Linked DNA regions of Athene noctua: region 1 is linked to region 2. A link is a contact called in public Hi-C data. All regions are on one chromosome and are shown on one strand. Each heading gives the region's core, a stretch centred on a gene start, on an enhancer-like site or on the middle of the called end of the contact. The rest is flanking DNA. Distances are from core to core; before and after follow the strand shown. Region 1 holds the start of FBXO47 (F-box protein 47). Region 2 holds the start of CDK12 (cyclin dependent kinase 12).

Region 1 (6,731 bases), core at 3,002-5,501, 140 kb after region 2:
CTGCCCCCTCCCCGGGAGGGTCCAAGGCCAGGCTGGACGGGGCTTTGGGCAGCCTGGGCTAGTGGAAGGTGGCCCTGCCTGGGGCAGGGGGTGGCACTGGATGACATTTAGTCTCCCTTCCCACCCAAACTGTGACTCCATGTGCACACACTGGCCCCCACACACCTCAGGCCCCCACAGCAGTCACCCACTCCACGGCGGGTCACGGCAACCCTGCCCGAGGCCACCAAACCGCCCCGGGGAGCACCAAGTGTCTCACCTCGCCCAACCGGGAGGCGGCGGGAGGCGGGTACCGGCCTCCCTTCCCCGCCCGCCGCGCTGCCAGGGCCGCAGCCGCCTCCCGCCCGCCCCTCGCTCTAAGATGGAGGCCCAAGGGCCTCCAGCGTTAATTATTCATGAGGGGTGGAGCCTCGCCGGGTGCTGACGGGCAGGGATGGGCGTTACGGGGAGGACGCTTATTACATATTCAACAGGGGGGCGGGGACAAGAGGGCGGGAAAGCCGCGCCATGGCTCTCGCTTCCCGCTCCTCCCCCTCAGCGCTGAATGGGGCGGCGGGCGAAAAGGCGGGAAAATAATTATTACAAACAAATCAGCACAAAACCCCCAGAGAGGGGCGGAATTATTCATAATCCCAATGAAACACTGCCGGAATAAAACAATTGTGTTGCCTGAGGTCATTTTTTCCCCTCCAACGCTAATTTAACCGCCATTGGCCCCCCTGACAACCTCCACCCTGAACCGGAACTGGTTTGTTTTTTGTTTTTTTTTTTTTTTCTGTGTTTGCAAATATTTCTGCTCCCGACTCAAGTCCAGACGCGCAGGTGTGCTTGCCGGTGTGCACCTGTCTGCGGCGCTAAACCCAGATTCCCCTTTTACCTCCAGCACCTAGTGACGTTTGACTGAAATGCTTTAAAAAAAAATTAGGTTTAATTTTTTTTTTTTTTTTTTTTTCTTCCCCTCAGGGACACGGGGTATGGTGCTCCCCAGAGGCACTGGGGTCTGCTCGCCTCCCACCCCCTCACTCTTCCGCTGCTCCCCTCAGAGGCAGCCTGGCATGGGCCCAGCCGGAGGGTGTTTGCGGGGAGGAAATGTCCCTGAGGTAAAAAACAGCTCCTAAAGCGCTCTCTGTAAGTAAGCATCGACTGCCAGACCTTCTCTGTTAACTGCGTGTAGGTTTGGGGCCACGGGTCCCCGTTTTCAGCCCTTTAGCCCCAATTTTGACAGTCTGGGAGGGGGGAGAGGGGCTGTGGAGGGCCGAGGAGAACAGGGCCTAGACGGTCATTTGGCCTAAAGGCCTGTCATAGCCCGGCTAAATCCCAGCCAAAAGGGCAGGTAAAAGGCCAAATATAATCTACTCCCTCAAATACTGCAGTCCGAGGAGCAAACCCACCCTGAGCTGAGATAAAAAAAAAGCAAGTGCTGGCATTTCCCTTCCGACTGGGCCCTGAGGGGATGAGCCCAAACCACCCCCCCACCCCAACAAAGAAATCCCTGTTGCCATCAGCAGTGCCATCAGGGTGCCCCGAGATTTGCTTTCTAATCAGGGTTATTCACCAATTTAAATGCTTATGGGACTGATTTGAACTACCAGTCTGCTGTAGAGGCTACAGCGTAAATAAAAATACGGGGTTTGTAAATTGTCAGTGTAGGCCGGGGGGTAACAAGGACTAACACAACTCCACGGCTGCACTCGATGCTCTGAGGTTTGTCATCCCTCACTTGAACTCGAACGTTTTTATTTGCACTGACAAGGAAAAAGAGAAAATTGGAAAAAAAAAAAAAAAGAAAAAAAAAAAAAAGGAAAAAGCCCTGTCGAGTTAATATTTGAAGCAATTCGTTCTATGCTCTTTGTGACAAGGCAGGGAAACGGAAATGTTCCAAACCAATCTCCAGAGTAAACAACCTTTTGCAATAAATGTTTGCCAAATGCTAACACAGGGCTCAGAGAAATATCAGGACAAAAGTGCATCCATTAGCAGGAGTTTAGCGACTGCTTAAGGACAAGAAACATTCTAGAGGGGGGTTGAAAGTTGATGCTTTCTGCCTTGTAAACAAATTAGCTTATAGCAACAAACAAGATGACCCTTCTTGGCTAATATTATGAGTTTAGCTTGTTAAATATTTAACATTTACCTTTCAATTTCCAGTCTGGATTAAGCAGTTCTCTAAACAAGTGGTATCCCAGCAGCAGATGGAGATGCACAGACCATTGCCCAGCTCTGGCTGAACTCCCCAAGAAATAAAAAACACGTTAAGTCAAAGAGGAAGCAAATGGGAGCTTTCAGTAAAGTCTCTAAGCTTTGGCTTTGAAACTCACTGCTTGTACTCATTTTTATTTACATTAATTTCATCTAGCTCTGCTCTAAATTAAAATAGTGGTAGTCAATTCAACTTCAATCAAATTGAACAGAAACGGACTGGAACTGGCTGAGTACTTCTGAAAACCTCCCTTGTTTTTCTTCCATATAACACAATTGCAGACCCAAGGTAAGATTTAAAAAAAAAAAAAACCACAAACCCACTTGACGATGCCATAAAACCTTACAGTACAGTCCTGCTGAAGACAATAAGGGGAGTGGAGGAGGAAAAGAAAGCATCACAGGATTGCAAATGTATTTCTAAAGTATGAATCGGACACATGCATCAGATTTAGCCTGTCTTGAACAAAGTTTCGTGGTGCCCTGTTTATAAGCAGGAGTGGAGTGGCTTTCTATGTTGCGTCTTGAATCCACAGTTGTGTGTATAAAATTTCCACTGATTTCAGACTTTTCTTTCTTTGCTTCTAGAAGGTAAACATTTTCCTTCATATAACCATATGTTTATCTATAGGTGGTTTCTTGATTGTTCTTAAGGGTGTCACATCAATTTTCTGTCTCTTGCCTGAGCAGCATAAAAGTCTAATGAAACACTAATTTTAGGAGCAGTTACATTCGCTCATGAGCCTCGTCGAAGTTTAAACTATAAGCTTCTTTAGCTAGCTAGAATTATACCGTACCTAAATTAAAAATGCTTCCAGTGAAGTATAACTTCCTTAAACGTACAATGCAAACTATCCAGCACACAAGCAGAAGTCAGCCAAGCCCATTTGTAAGGCTGTTAATGAAATGCCCCGTATTCTCTCAGTTGTCTGTACAAACAGTGCTCCCATTGTGGATGTGGTAATTTTGCTCAGTGGCATATTAGAGAGGTCTGGCTTGCGTGCTTTCGTAATAAATATGAAGGATGTTTGGAACTTGTTTTCTGTAATTTTTGTAAATTTTTAATCTTTGAAACAATGAGTCTATTCTCTGACTGTATTTCCCACTGATGGTAACTGGGATGTTGCACTGCAGCTTGGACGGGTTCCAGATACGTTACTACCAGTGCTGCCAGCTCTTGTAATTATACTGCAGCACTCATTCTCTTTGGCAATTTCCCTAAAGCCTCAGCTGCTGGAGTCAAGAAGTAGTGTGAAAAATCTCAGTTTAAAAAAAATATTTAAGAGGTAGTGAGTCACTAACTCATTGTTGCCTGACATCGTGAAGTGTACCTATTCTAGAGACTCCGAAACCAGAAGGCAAATCAAAAGAAAGTATTTATCGATCTTTTAAAACTCATTATTTTTCAGACCCTCATCAATTTGGCAAAGCCTGGGTCACTGGGGTTTATTTAGATAGCAATACTATATCATTTCTGTGGATATCACACAGATAGTCATTATATGAAATTAGCCATGTATCAACTTAAATGCTGCAGGAAAAAATGGTTTGAAGGACCACTTTGTTACTTTTAATCTTGTTTTTGGTCACATGCAAGCGTGTGTATAAGCAGTTATCACTCTAATGACATTTCAGCAGCATCCCTATAACTTTTTTCTGTTCTGTTGAATAATTAGTGTAACAAGGTAAAATAATACTGATAATTATTCTAGCTTGTACCATCATTTATACTCCCTTAAGAGTTTCCTTTCAGAATTATTTTCCCAACTTTCTGATATCACCAGTGCTTTTATTTTTTCCTTCTCTAAGATCAGCTGAATACTCCATTCTCTGAGACATGGATTTAGAAAATCATGTAGTAAATTGCATGTCATTGCACTAAATTCAAACAAAAATTTATCCTACGCATATGACAAGATTTTCACACTCCATCACTGTGACTACAGTGCGGTGATTTCCTCTTAGCCTAGCTCTGGGTATAGTATTTTCCTCTTCTGAAAATAGGACTTCCATATTTTCTCTTCAGGTTAGATTTGTTGGACTAACAGAACAATGACATCCACTGCACGGACCAGCTGCACTTTGATTCCCAACCGAAAATACAGACGCAGCAACCGTCACTCCAGGCAGTGCTGGAACATCTTGGGCACAGATTCCCAATCTCTGTCAACACTTGACTATTTCCAAACGCTTCCACTAGAGATCTTTCAAATGGTATTGAATTATCTCTCAGGTGAGAATCTGATAAGAAAGGTATTACTTCCAATATCTGAAAATTGCCACAAAAGTTTTCCATTTAGAAAAAGCTATTATTATTTAAACCGTTTTAGCTGTTAGCTAGTTGAAGTCATTTAATGTGACTCATTCTCTGTATTTTCAGCTTTTATGTATGAAGAACCAAATGACCAAAATTTAAATTATAATTACAAACTATTTGAAGTGCTTTTTGCCTATTATGTGTGAAAAGTGTTCCTTAGATCTATCCATTTCTAATTACTACAGTTTGTTGGCAAAGGAGATAAACAGTAATTAATTTTTGTTTTATTTGTGAATCTTATTGCTCAGCCTATTTTTCAAGTAAGATAAAGATAGTGACTAGTGATCAGCATTTTTCTTGCAGTAAAGATTTACAGGTATACTGGGTTTTGCTTTTTCAGTGAAGGATATCAGCGTGCTGAGCATGGTGTCGAAAACCATCAGCAACAACCTTATTAATTACATCTCAACCTCATCAGGAAACCGAAGGCTCTTACTGCAAGACTTTCATAACCTTGAGCTACCTGGCAAGAGAGAAGGATCCTATATTTTAGAGCACTACAAATCTCTAGGTGATACTTTAATGCAAATGGAACAATTAGGGGAGAACCAAGCTCAGTTAAAAGGTTTCTTCTGTTATATGCATCGATCAGTAAAATGCTGAGGATACGGCCCAAATCATTTGTGCAGCTCTCTCTGAAAGTGAAGTTCCTCCCCATGCCAAATAGCCCCCTCAAATAGCATTAACTGGTGGGGAGAGGTGGGAGGAATTACCTGAAATTATTCCAAAACCTCATAGTTATGGAAAAAATAATGTATGTTCTGCCTCCTCTATGTTTATTTTTTCCTATTAAATGGCAAGCAGGGGTTGGGCAGAGGATCAGTTCTCAGTAGTAGGTGTTTCCAAATTTAGTTTGTTTGGACACCGTTACTGGAAACTGCAGCAGAAACCACGAGTCCCAGGCCCCACACTGGCTGGAGGAATTTGGCTGTCCAGGCCGCCTTCATGGATCACTTCGGAGGAGCTCGCATTCCTCAGTCTGGGAAATGCAGCCGCAGTGCTTAAACCCAGCCTAATTCTGAAGTGACCAGCAACAGTTGCCATCAGAAAGGCTGCTTGATAGTCTGCTGGAGACGTATTGCAGATCACATTCCACTGCTTAGAAAAGGAGTATGCTCGTCACAAAAATGTTATCACAGTTGTCCGTGACTAGCATTCTCCCTGGCAGCTTCGTATCAAAGGCTGAAATGGGCGTAGAGAACACATTTTCCTCTTGCTCTTAGCTTAAGGGCAATGTAAAAATGTCTGTGCTTTTGCTGTCATGGTATGGTGAGTGCGAAGAAAACCTTTCTGGGTGAAAAGATTCACTTGTTCTTTCTTTCAGCTCCTCAGACTTCTGGTGTAGCGTGGTAGAAACCTGCATCGGAATAACATGGGTGCAATAGTAATGAGTGCTGTACAGCCTCAAATCCAAAACCGTTTGCTTATTAACTTTTCTGCTAATTTTTAAAACTCATAGATTCTAATTCATTCTAAAGCATCCTATCAGAGAAGAACATTAAACAATTTGATCCATATCTATTTACTTTTACCTGTCTGATTAAAAAAAAACGTTGTTTGTTTGACAGAGAAATAAAACAGAGCCAGGGTCAGATGCAGAATTATAAGTATGGTTTGAGCTGAAGTCGTGAAATAAAGGCATTCACAGAGTAAAGGAACACTGTTAAAGCCATTTAGACCAAAACCCTCCTACTGTAAGCAATCCATGTAGGTTTTTTTAGGTATCTTAAAATAATCTTAGGGGTTTATTTTTAAAATGAAGCCTGAAACCCTACAATTCTTCAAAAAAAAAAAAATTAAACATTAGTTTGGGCTTTCTAGTAGCCCCATACAAAATGGCAACTTATTTAAATGTAGGTGTGAGCCCATCATTATGGTAGGCCAGTAGCAAACCCATGACATACTCAAAACATAAAGCTCTTTGGCAATATCTGTGTCATCACTGGAAGGCTCAAGAGAACGTTTCTGTTAAGAGGTCAGTTGCAAAATCAGTATTTACTTTACAGCGGGAAAGACTGGACTCAACGGCAAAAATTTGTTCAGAGAGCCTGGACGGGGTCTACGTATTACATAAATCTCACTTAAACTCAGAGGGGTCTGGCTCCACTCAAGTCCATGGCAAAATCTTGCAGGACTTGTAATGGGGTCAGAATTTCAGTCATTGTTTAAAATGTGAGTTATAAATGATGGTGGCACTGTCCTTCCGCACAGGGGG
Region 2 (7,013 bases), core at 1,208-3,707:
CATTCCAGGTCAGATCTTAATTGCCATGGAGCTACAACCAAAGCTCCACAGCACCCATGGTGACAACTGGAAACTCACTTAACATAAGCTGAGGCTAGGAAAAAAAAAAAAAAAAAAAAAAAATCAACATTAGACTATGTATTCGTGCATGTAACAGGACAATTAACAAACACCTGAAATAAAACACGCAGAACTACCTTCAAATAATAGTTTCCTTCTGTAGCAAGGTTACTGACCAAAGAAAAAAAATGAGAAAGTTATAGTTAAGCCAGAATACAGCTGGTTCCTACTTGCCCTTCCAGAATACCCCGATTTCAGAATGGAAACAAGAAACTCTAGTACTGAGAAAAGAAAGTTTAGGGCAGGAAGGTGGAGTTTACATGTGGTCATCTAATTCAAGGGAAGAGAAAAGACAAGTCAGTTGAGAAAGAGCAAAATACACTTGAAACAAGCCACCCTCCCGAAAACTGTGATCAAGTTCCCACACGTAGTAAACAGGTAAAGGCTTCCAGAGATAGGTGAAAACATTCTCCCTGGCCGAACTTCCTGCCAGGGAAGCGCCTTAGATCCCGCACCAGGAGCTGAACGGCTCCGTCCCCCCTGAGAGCACAACCCTCCCCAGGAGCCTGGGCCCTTCTGCGGGGGCCACCTCCAGAGGTGGGTGTAATTTAATCCCAGGAGCTCAGTCAGCCCTCGGCCGCTCTGCTGAGAACCAACATGGACGCTGCCCAGGCCAGCCAGGCAGGCGCTTCCCCAAGTGTGAACACCATTTTCAAGGGAATCGCCACCGACCCAACCACAGCGATTCCACACAGATCGCTCTGCCCCCCAGTCGGGCAGGCAGTGACCTGGGCCCCCCGGAGATGAGGAAGGGGGTTAACCCCTCCCATGCCCAGAGCCACCCCAACCACCCCCAGACACCTCCCCGTTGCCCAGGGCAAGGAAAGCCCCGTGGAGAGCACCCACCTGGCGATGGGGCTTCGGCTCACAGAGCGCTTGGCGGCAAAAGGGCTGCTGGAGCGGCGCCGGCCGTAAGGGCTCGGTGACCTCCCGCTGTACGAGCCGCTGCCTCTCTCGTAGCTCGAGGAGCGTCTCCTGTTATAGGGGCTTATGGACCTCTGCCGCCGGCTGTAAGGGCTGGGCGAGCGCGTGTTCGACTGGTAAGCCACGGGCTCCTTGTAGGGTGGGCTGATGGACTGCCGGCGCGAGGAGCCGCCGGGGCTCTTCCTGTAGGGATCGTAGTTACTGGATGTGTGAGAGCGGGGAGGGCTGAGGTCGTACTCCTGGATGTAGGAGGCTCCTGAGGGGCTGTCGTCCAATTTAGGGCTGTCAGACCATTTTCTGTGAGGACTTCTGGATTTCCGCTTCGGACTGTCAATCGTTTTGTAACTTTTTGGAGCATCCCTTTTCCGATGGCTTTTACTGCGCTCTTTGTGGCTGGACTTGAGCTCCCGATCCTTCCTGGATTTCTCCTTGTGCGCTTTGGCTGACCGGGACTCCTTGTTGCTACTCTTTGAGGACAGTGACTTGGGGTGCTCCTCGCTTTCGAGGAGCCTCTTGGAAGAGCCCGATATTCTCTCCTTGGTGGACCCTGACCTGCTGGATGCCTCCAGGCTCTTTTCTAACTTCCTCTCTTTTTCCGCCTGTTTGCTCTTCATCAGCTCACGGATGCGTTTGTGCTGGTGGTGCCGGTGCTTCTGCATCCTCTCGCTCCTGTCCGCTCTCCTTTCCTCGTTCTCCCTCCTGTCCAGCTTGAGGGCCACATCATCCGAGAAGGTATCCGAATCCGAACTGATGTCATCGTACTCCACCAGCGGCTTGATCATCGCGCCCAAGGGTGCCGCCGCCTCCTGGGCTGCCAGCGGTGACTCCTTGGAGTGCCTGGACTTATGCCTCTTGTGCCTGGAGGCCAGCCGGTGCCTCTCCTTGCTGTTCGAACTCCCGCTGCCAGGCGCGTGTTGCGAGGACCCCCCGCCGCCCCCATCCTTCTTGCCCCCATGTCTCTCCGGATTTGGCATTCCTCCTCCACTGTGCTCGAGAGAGGGGAGGGGGGCAATCCTCCAAAACCCCCAAACTTCAAACTTCCTCCGCGCCCGCTCCTCGCACCATCCACCCCGGCCTCGGCCCTCCCTGCCGCCAACACCCCCTCCTACATGGGGAGCGGGGCAGGGAGCGCGGCCCCGCGGCGGCTGGAGGCCCCGGAGGAGGCGGAAGGGGGGGTGGCAGGAACCGGGAGGGGAGGGGGAAGGCCACCGGCCTCACCGCCTCATCCGAGGGGCCCAGGCCCGGAGGGCAGCGCCGCCGCGGGGGCGCCCCGGGAAGGCGGGGCCTGGGCCCGCGATCCCTCCCCGCTCCCTCAGCACCGGGCGCCCGGGCCCCGCGGGCCGCCGCGCCAATCCCTCAGCCGGAAGGCCCACGGGGCACCGCCGCCGCCCGCGCCCCCCCTTGCCCGGCCCAACCCGGCCCGGCGCGGCCCCGCCGCCGCCCCCCGCTCACTTCCCAAAGCGAAACGGCTCCGCGTCCAAGGGGGGCACCCGCCAACTCTCGCGAGACCCGGCCGCCTCTCGCGAGAGCGCCCCCACCCCACCGCCCGCCGCTCCCGCGAGATCTCGCGCGCGGCCTCTCGCGAGAGCCGGGGCCGGTGACGCGCGGGTCAAACTTTATTGGGGCGCCCGGCGCGGACAGCGCCTGCCCCCCCCCCCCCAAAACAAATCTTTATAGAGGCGCCGCCGGCGGACAGGGCGCGCTGCGCCCCTCAGCCCCGCCCACCTCCCGGAGGCCGCGGTTGCGCCGGTCTGCGCGGGAAGGAGCGCGCGCCGCGGGGCGCCGGGGCGGGGCGCGGCCGGTAACGGGAGGGGGGTGAGGCCCCGCCCCGCCGTCGCTTGGAGCAGGCGGGGGGCGGGGCCTATCGCCGCTCGCCCCGCCCGCTCCCCCGCCCTCCGCGCTCGCGCGCTCTCCCGCCCTCTCGCGAGACCCGCCCACCTCTCGCGAGAGCGCGCGGCAGCGCAGCCGCGGCCGGAGCGATGGCGGCGGCCGCCGCCGTGTGAGGCCGGCGAGCAGCGGCCCGGCCGCCGCGTCCCCCCCTCCCCGCTCCCCTTCCCCGCCCTTCCTCCGCCCCGCTCCCGGCCCGACGTGAGCCCGCGGCGGGCCGCGCGTCCCCGCCCGCGCCATGAAGGCGGCGCCGGCCGGCGCTGAGGGTGAGTGGCGCCGGAGGGGCGCGGCTGGCGCTCGGGGCTTCCCGCCGGCCCCGAGAGGAGACGGGTGGGGGGGGCCCGGGGTCGCCGAGCTGGGGCTGAGCTGTTTCTCCCCGAAAGGCGGCTGCGGGCCGGCGCGGGGGTGAGGAGCCCGCGCCCCGTGGCACCGTGCCGGGGTTTCTCCGGCGCCGTGACTCGCTCCCCCGGCCGGAGCTTGGGGCTTCGTGCCGGCTGCGGAGCGGTTCCATTTTTGAGGGAAATAAAGGCGGATATCCTCGTGAGGCTTCTTCACTGTGCTGAGATCTGGCAGAACTCTCCCTGTCCCTGGGCCTAACGCCATCTTATCATATTTCATAAATACCTGGAGGGAGGGAGTAAAGCAGAGGGGGCCCGGCTCAGTTCGGGGCAGAACCGGAGGCCACGGGCCCAAACGGAAAGTCAGGAGCCTCCACCTGAGCATCAGGAAACACTTTTTCACTCTGAGGCTGCCCGGGGAGGTGGTGGAGATGTCCGGAATCCATCTGGACAGGGCCCAGGACAACCTGCTGTAGTTGGCCCTGCTTGGGCAGGGGCTTGGACCCCAGGTGACATCCAGCCTCAAGCACTCTGTGATTCTAAGGTAGCTGAGAGGTATAAAGTGTCTGAAAAACGTCTGGCGAACATTTATTTCTTACACTTGGATTTGGTGGGGTCAGCACTGGGTTTATAAGGTGTACATGCATCAGTAATGGAAACAAACCCTTCTGTGGGTGAGGGCTTCCAGCGTTGCTTGTGGCAGTTGCAATGTCGTAGACGTGTGTTTGCCTTGGCCCCACCAGTGCCAGGGTTTGTTTTGGCAGTGATGTCCGCTGAGATTTCTTTGACAAATGCAAGTTTAGAAAAAGCTGTCTCTTGGCAAAAAAAGACAAAATTGTAGTAGTCCTGAATCCTGAGTTCTCTCTGTGCCTGTGTCCAGCTAGATAGTAGGGAAAAATGAACGGTTTAATCCTGGAACTTTTTTAGCCCAGTTGTCCAACACTAGGTTTTTTGCTTAGTCACTGATCCTGTATTCCTTTTCTCTCATCAGAGAGGTATTATTCATAACATTGGAACTTTCTAAACTCTACAGAAATGAGCTTGTAGAAGCACAGGTCTGGGAGTCTGTGGGATATGAGAAGTGTTTTGTAAAGGCTGAGTAGGTTCCAGGCTGGTAGAGATCCGTGACCCCTCCAGTCGCCCACTGCTTCGTTGGCTCTCAGTGGATGGAGCCGTGCCCGGGCTCTGGAGCAGCACTGAGGAGACCCCAGCCTTCGGGTTTCAAACCTGGTGAGGGAGGAGTGTGTCTGATCAGAGAATTTGTGACAACTGGCAGTTGGACTGATTTGGTTGAGGTTTTTGGTGATGGAAGAGTCTTAAAATCTTTGTTGTACAAGAGGTTGGAGAGTGGGAGGAGTGAACAGTGACGGGGAAATGAAATTTAACCTCGCTTCTTTAACACAGTGTTTTCTACTCTCTCCATTTCCTCTCCCGGGGAAGCTTCGTCTTGAGACTGTGTTGTTGTATCTTCAGATGGTGCCCTGATAAATTTCTGTCATGCCCAAACTTAATCTGATGGGGCCACATCGTTCACAGTCCGTGCAGAACAGGAGCTGGGCTTTTCCCAGCAGGCCTGTAGGCATTTTATGGTCCTTTAGGGTTTGACAGCTTGTGATTTATCCTTAATGTTTGCTCAGCCTTAAGCTCTAGGTCACAGGGATAAACCAGCAGTGAATAAGTTTTTTGAGATCGTGTTTAGCTTAAAGGTGGGAAGTGTTTCTATTACAACAGCCAAGCTGTTTTATTTATAAAACTTCAAATGTTGTCGCGTTCTCTTTTCTGAATATTCCTCTGTCTTACAGAAACGGAGAAGCTGAATAAGATGAGTACCCTCTTAGAAAGACTTCACGCAAAGTACAACCAAAACAGACCATGGACAGAAACCATGAAGTTAGTCCGTCAAGTCATGGTGAGAATTGCTGGGATCTCCGTAGGAGGGCTTCTGAAGATTCTGTAGTAATCATTTTGCTGTCGGTTTGTTAGATCTCCACAAAGTGCTTTACCTTTCGTTCAGGCCTTGCCTTCCTCCTGGGCCAGCGTGGCTGAGGTGTGCCAGTTCTCAGAGCCCGCAGCGCGCCGGGGAGGGAGCGATGTCTGTACCCTTCCTGTCTGATGGGCCTTCGCCTTCCCCAATTCCAGCCTCCCCCTCTGCAGCCTGGCTGACACGGGCAGCTGTCAGCCCAGCGCCAGGAAAAGGCTCAAACTTGGGGTTTCAGCCAGTGCTGAGAAACCCAAACCGTTCTGCCACTTGTTCTTTCAGGATGTTGTGTTTTGTAAAGCAACGTGCTCCCTGTTCAGTGATATTCAAACCTCTGTGTTGGCTTAGTCAAACGTGGGTTTGAAATACTGGTCTCTGGGTGCGGGGAAGGAGGAGCAGGAGGCAGGGGAGAGCTACATCAAAGGCTTCTGTATATATTGTGGTGTTAAAAATTTGCCTGTCTCGTTATTATATAACTCTTGGCTTCTGCCTCTTACAAAGTTGCTACGGTTGGTTCTTCCAGATGAACAAGTTGCTTAAAGGAAAATAAATAAATTCCAGGCCTGCCTTTGTTACCTGCTTCCAAACTGTTCTCCTACAGGAATCAAAGTGAGGATGTAACTTTGGGATGAAATCTAATCTGCTTTTAATTACCTAAATAAACTTCACTTGACTGATCGAATGTTGCAATAATTCCCTCTTACTGAGTGATACAGAAAAAGGATGTTTTTCTTCTTTCTCACTAAGGAAAAGCGAGTTGTGATGAACTCTGGGGGGCACCAACACCTGGTGAGCTGTTTGGAGACTTTGCAGAAGGCGTTAAAAGGTTGGTGCGTTCGGCGCCTGCGCTTTACAAACTGCTTCACAGTGATGTGCTGTGGAAATCCTCCAGATTGTAAAAGCAAGCAAGGTTCTTGCTAGCCCATTGCACTGCTTCCCTAGCAGATCTGTGCTCTCCTTTACGTAAGCACGTGTGTCTCAGGGCCAGGCAGCACCACTCGAGGTTGCCCCTGTTACTGTTGGAAAGGCCCACGCCTGAATTCCACTCGTGGAAAAAAAACATCCGTCCCCTCTTTGCAGTTCTGAGAACGTTTGGTTTTCTCTATTCAAATCGTTCTGCCTCTGTTTTGGGTACAGATAATGTGTGTAGTTGCACATGCGAAGGTGTGAGCAGACATGTGAGGGAGTAACTACTCGAGATTGGTTTTAATGCTGACGTCTTACGCCTGGGGAAATGTCAAATCATTTCACTAAGGCTTGTTTTCTGCTTTCTCCATCCAGTATCTTCTCTGCCTGCCATGACAGATCGCTTGGAGTCTATAGCCAGACAAAATGGGTAGGTCCTCTCCTTTATTTTATGGCAGAGGCTTTTCCTGTTTATCTGTACACGTCGTAATCTCACGGCGGGTTTGATTATTTTTTGTGTGCATCTCAGAGCAATTTTTGTTTTGTTTTGTTTGTAAGCCTTGGATCTCACCTTAGTGCGAACGGCACTGAATGTTACATCACTTCAGACATGTTCTACGTGGAAGTGCAGTTAGATCCCACAGGGCTGCTGTGTGATGTCAAGGTGGCTCACCATGGAGAAAACCCTGTGGTATGTATTACTGACAAAGCTGAGGGTAATGTCTTTGTGTCTTTCAAACTGCATTTTGGGTCCCTTTTGTCTGAGCAGAGGAAATGGGTGGTGGTGAATGTTCCCCTAGACGCAGCATTACTCCTTTGCCGCTTGTTCTAGCGGAAGGTGAAAGCCTCCACGGAGCAGT

What was found. A called contact is a pair of places that touch in the nucleus more often than the background predicts.
Region 1: a contact with region 2 is called in a Hi-C map of heart, with 2.2 times the contacts expected there. The contact joins the promoter of FBXO47 here to the promoter of CDK12 in region 2. A contact is called at or near these places in 2 of 2 Hi-C or Micro-C datasets (heart and liver).

What each region holds. Positions count from the first base shown.
Region 1 is chr25:1,677,406-1,684,136 of bAthNoc1.hap1.1, forward strand. It overlaps FBXO47 (F-box protein 47), which reads left to right and starts at 4,252. Exons shown (of 10, transcript XM_074926968.1): 1 at 4,252-4,432; 2 at 4,857-5,027. The coding sequence starts at 4,252.
Region 2 is chr25:1,542,599-1,549,611 of bAthNoc1.hap1.1, forward strand. CDK12 (cyclin dependent kinase 12) reads right to left here and starts at 2,458. Exons shown (of 14, transcript XM_074926658.1): 1 at 967-2,458. The coding sequence starts at 2,018. It overlaps MED1 (mediator complex subunit 1), which reads left to right and starts at 3,059. Exons shown (of 17, transcript XM_074926656.1): 1 at 3,059-3,197; 2 at 5,072-5,178; 3 at 5,995-6,073; 4 at 6,529-6,583; 5 at 6,712-6,844. The coding sequence starts at 3,170.